2 separate regions of the Lactuca sativa genome follow, and region 2 is linked to region 1. Evidence: chromatin contacts called from public Hi-C data. All regions are on one chromosome and are shown on one strand. The core of a region is the stretch at or near the end of the contact, and the rest is flanking DNA. Distances in the headings are between cores, read along the strand shown. Region 1 holds the start of LOC111883101 (U-box domain-containing protein 3). Region 2 holds the start of LOC111883093 (putative glucose-6-phosphate 1-epimerase).

Region 1 (2,700 bases), core at 36-2,535:
TCACATAAAATCATTCCTCTGTATCTCTCCCTACTACTCTCACATATCATCAACAAAATCCCAACTGCGTACTCCTTACACTGCTTCGAACCTTCTTCTACACTCTCCACAACTGCCCTAATCCCGATTTCTGTCGATGAAATCGCTCTCAACGCGATCTCTGATGAAGAAGACAAGTGTTCGAGTAGACACATTGATTTCTCGACTAGTTTGGATGATTTTTCGGATTCGTGGATGAGGTGGATTAAAGAAGATGATGTAGATGATGAAAGAAAGGTGGGGATATATGGTGATAGGTTATGGAGAGTGACTATGATGTCGAGTTTTACTTGGGTGGTGTTGTTTTGAAGGAGGGTTTGATTTAGGGTTTCGATTGCACCTGATGTCGCCATTGAGCGTTTGTTTGACGAGGAAGATGATAAGATTAAAAGTGCTGCTATGGCGTGGTCGATTAATGGATGGATTTGGGATCGTATGAGGTTTAAAAAGAGAGGAATAGCTCCTGATTTCGCAATCCGGATCTTGTTTCTGTAAAACATAACACAGAAAGTGTTAATTCCAATCGATTACGATTCACTTTTTGAGGTTGAAAAGCTCAATAAATTCGATTCAATCGAACTCCATAAATTCGATTGCTTATTTATATGTTTCAAGCAAAGTTTTATACTCATTTCTCCATTAGATTTCGATTCAGTCCACCTGTAACTCGAATCTAATCAAACGTGATGCAGTTAGTGTGTTCGAACGAAACGAACCTTTCGCTGCCATAGGCGAGACTGAGGAGAGCAAAGAGTGCAGATTCTAGGGATTTGAAATCTGGAGGATTATGAAGCATGGAGAGGAGAGGAGGAATGGCTCCATTATCAGCCAGTTTGTGTCTCTGTTTGTTTGTGAGATGAATAACTGCCTCTGTGGCGGCGGCCTTGGCTCCATCATCGCCGAACAAAAGCGCTTCCACAACAGCTACTTCCGCCATCAAAATCTGATCGGAAACAAACCTATACAGATGAAGCAGATTATAGGGGAAGGATATATGATTTGCGTGAGTTGATAGTTGATATAAGCAAGTAGGATGGATGCTTTATTCAGAGTAATATTGGAAGAGAAGCAAAGGCTACTAATACTATTCCTTGTGGACCATTTTAGGCAGCTTTTCCGGTGACTGTTCGGAGTTGGGGATTGGTATCTCTCCATCACTTTCCTTAAATAGAAAACCTGCCCCAAGATTTTATGTAATAACTGACACAATTACTATATTAATTATTTATAATTTTTAATAATCATATTTTAATATAAACTTATTAGATTTTTGGATACTTATTGTATTGAGTGACTTGACACCTCAGGTGCCATAATTTTCATGTTTATGCAAAAAAGCTCTTTTTGTCATAAAGTATTCAAACTAACAACCTTAATATATCTTAACCAATACTAAAATTTTTTCGTAAAAAAGTTTTTTTTTATCGTGTAAAGAAAATATCTCAACTATAAGAGCATGCGGTATGTGTTCTTTTTTACTCGTTATGGGCGACTAACGTCGTCGGTATAGTTTCTTTACTATATTTTTATACAAAGTAAATACAAATGTACTACATGTTTTTTTTTTTATTTTTTTTTATTTTACAACAAATGTACTATATTATTAAACTGTAGTTAATTTATTTTTAGATATGAATTTTTTCAATTGAGATATGATGCTAGAGGTAGACGAGGGTTACAACGTTGTAGAAATGTGTTGCGGCCATTCGTTTGATGACTATGGGGGAGTCACCCGACACCATGGACGAGTCACCCGACACCATGGACGACTATATAAGAATGTCTAAAAGAACCGCAAGGGATAGTTTGTATACATTGTCAAGGGTGTTGTTGAAACATTTAGAGACGTGTATTTGCGGAAACCTTCTTTGCATGATTTGTAAGAATTGTATGCGGCGCATGAAGAACGCCATGGATTTCTAAGAATGATTGGAAACATTGATTGCACACACTGGAAATGAAAAAATTGTCCGGTAGCATGGAAATGGCAATACGCAAGTGGTCATCACGGATCACCTTCATTGGTTTTAGAGGCTATTGCTTCTTAAGATTTATGGATTTGACATGCATTTTTTGGGGTTGCGGGTTCCAACAACGACATTAACGCTCTTGATCAATTATATTTGACGATCTTTTGAATGGAAAGACCCTGGATGCTCCTTTCACGGTGAATGGAAATGAATACAAATATGTGTATTACCTTACAGATGAAATATATCATCTGTATTCCACATTCGTAAAGCCATTCCGCCACCCGGTTGAAGAAACATACATTTTTCTTAAGAGAAGACAAGAAGAAGCACATAAGGATACGGAATGTACTTTTGGAGTGCTGAAGGTGAAGTGGCATATAGTTAAACATGAAACACGACCAATGGATTTAGAAACTCTACGATATATCATGTATGTATGTATCATGATGCATAACATGGTAGTAGAAGATAAAGGACGAAATATTGCACATTATATCCCAATGGAGCCCAAACACGTTTAGTTTTAACCAGGAACATCATAGTATTTGCATCGAGTCGTTGACATTCAGGATACAAATAAACACAAACAACTTCGAGAGTACTTGACCGATTATATCTTCTATGGTAAGAATAACGATAATGAATAACGTTTAGTTTTTTAAAAAAATGTTTTTTTTACCGCATAACG
Region 2 (2,700 bases), core at 134-2,633, 140 kb after region 1:
ACATGATTGATTGTTAGCTGGAGTTAAAGGAGAAGGATCTTCATCTAACAACCATAGCCTGTTTCTGGCAAATCCATGTTGCTCAAGTGAACCAAAGTTTGCAAACTGAAATATGCATATTAAAGTTTTTAATTGCATTCATTGAGAAAAAAGAAGGTTAATATGAGAATGGATTTTTTAACTCAAACCTGTGGAAAGCAAATGGGTATGCCACCTCTGACAGGTTTAGGTGGTTTGCAAACTGCCTGCAGGGTGAGCAAGTTCTCATGTCAATATAGTTCTGAGTATGTGTAGTTTTCATGGATAAGTAAACTAATATCTTATGACAGTTTTACCTTGTTGCTCATGAAAAGTAGTTCTTCTCTACGCTCGTTCTTCCAAGATATAACTTGAGCCCCATACAGGAGCACCTAATTGGATAGAAAAAGATACAATCAAACAGTAAGAATCTACACATAAACTAAAAGAATCTCAATTCAATTATTCTAAGAAATAGGGGAAGAAGTCAAGAAGATACTTGACAAACAGTTGTACAAAAAAGCATGCAACAGAAGTATGAAATAAAAAGTAAACAAACTCGGCATTAGAAATTAAACACGGTGCCCTAGAACTTTAAGCTGCTATGGTCAAATTAAGGGCTCATCCATACATGCTATTCAAATTTAAAGCATTACTTTACACAAATTCCTTATTATGACTGAAAACAGTAAATTGGCGATCGTAAAACTGCACTAACCGATTCCATCTTTCTCACTACTAACCAATTTACAGGTTTGATAATTTACCCAAATAGTTGCGATCACCAATTGGAAAAATTCACAATATTTCTAATGATTAAGTTTCGACTTCAAAAAGAAAAACAGAAATTTTGGTGCAGGAAATGTGCCCTAAGGGCATCATACGCAAACGTAAACTAACAGCATCCATCAACCACTTGATTCTGTAACAATTCCAGCCCAAAAATTTGTTTATCGAAAAGAATCTCTAGTACAAATTCAAACTTATACATACAAAACACCGAATAGAACATTTAAACCGGATGAAAAACCTGTCATGCACGATTACCGAAAGAAACAAATATAGAAAGCAAAATCATCAAAAAAAAAAAAAATAACGAACCTCGACCGTTGATCCGGTAGGCTCATGCAATATAATTCGAGGCGATCGATCGCCTTCTTTGATGATGTTATTCGCCATAAATTCGTTCAGAGTAATAACCTAGAGAGCATCACGAAGAAATTGAAAAGGAACGAGAGGAAGAGAATTTGAAATTTGAGGATAGAAACAAAAACAGAGGAAAATGGAACGGAAAAAAAAAGCGTAAAAATAGAATCAAAATCAATCAGCTCTAAGAACAACGCTTAGCTTATTTCATTTTCATCCGTCCAATAAACGCAAAAGTCAAGTTACTAAAATATTTCATTACATAAAAGTTAAATAAAAAAAAGTAATATTGTATTTTAAGGTATAGAATAATGGAATAATAAAAGATAATATATTTAAACCATATATATAATATAGCTCACAGTGTACACAAATTGAACGTTTAGTGAATGCTGTAGTGAATTTATTTATTAAAAAAAAATACATTAGATTTTTGTCTGTTTAATTAGACGAAAGAACACATGAGAGGTCATTTTGTAATGTATTCATCTATGTCCGTTAACAATCGTGATTTAGATTTTGGTCTTAATTATATATTTGGATAATATTACGTGATCTTTTTAAATTACAATCTTTATTGATGCTTCAAAATCTGTTTGTGAACTTTGTTAATTTATGTGTTTATGTTTGTTTATTTGTTTGATTAATACTCAAATGAACGAACACATACCATACTTGTTTACGACCTTTTCATTTGTTTACAACCTTATACATATTTCTTTCATATGTTTTAGATTATGGAATCTAAATTTTGTTTCATGCTCTATAAGTTGACGAAAGTATGTTGCCTAAAATTGATGAAAGTTATAGTAGATTGTTATTCTACTTATAAAAAAGTACAACATTGTGGGGGGTTGCCCAGGCCTAATTTTTTTATTATATATATTTATTTAAAAATAAAAACTTTTAATAACGATAAGGGCCCTTTTTCTGGCTCGTCTTAAACCTTTGAGAATATTTTAATTCCTCAGAACCGACCCTATACAACATCTTTTGTCACTTATCTCTAAATATCATATGTCGGTTATTATTATTTTTTTATATTCGTTGTATAAAACCAACTTCATCACGTTTTTCTTCCTTTTATTCTTGGTCGCTTTATATTTATCAAAATCACAATCAAACTTTAATCAAAGATATATTAAATCTAAACAAAAAATCATGAATTGCGATCTAATAACGTTTTGTTTAAAAATGCTTTGCATGGTTTAAATGAATGTTACAATGAATAGGAGCACTATGAGAGTTAGTAGTACACCACAAACTTTCCCAAAAGTAGGAAGATGCGACACTTGACCCGTTATTTGACATGATAAAATCCATAAAGTCTCAAAATTGATATTGAGTGAAAAAAAAAATCAAGTAGAAAATTGTAGGACTACGAAAAGACTCTTTCTTAAGGTCCATATCAAGTCCTTGAGTACATGATCCCAAGAAAAATTCAAAGTTGTACCTTATCTAAGAAAAGACATGCTTTTGGTTGGACCCGACCCTAACATTTGTAACATGGGTCTTTTGGATGAAAACTTGAAGAAT

Evidence for each region. Hi-C and Micro-C count contacts between places; a contact is called where the count stands out from the background.
Region 2: a contact with region 1 is called in a Hi-C map of seed, with 7 times the contacts expected there. The contact joins the promoter of LOC111883093 here to the promoter of LOC111883101 in region 1. A contact is called at or near these places in 3 of 4 Hi-C or Micro-C datasets (bud, leaf and seed).

Annotation. Positions count from the first base shown.
Region 1 is chr4:405,540,271-405,542,970 of Lsat_Salinas_v11, forward strand. It overlaps LOC111883101 (U-box domain-containing protein 3), which reads right to left and starts at 1,286. Exons shown (of 2, transcript XM_023879475.3): 1 at 756-1,286; 2 at 1-528. The coding sequence starts at 976.
Region 2 is chr4:405,676,705-405,679,404 of Lsat_Salinas_v11, forward strand. LOC111883093 (putative glucose-6-phosphate 1-epimerase) reads right to left here and starts at 1,384. Exons shown (of 8, transcript XM_023879463.3): 1 at 1,120-1,384; 2 at 336-410; 3 at 189-245; 4 at 1-105. The coding sequence starts at 1,197.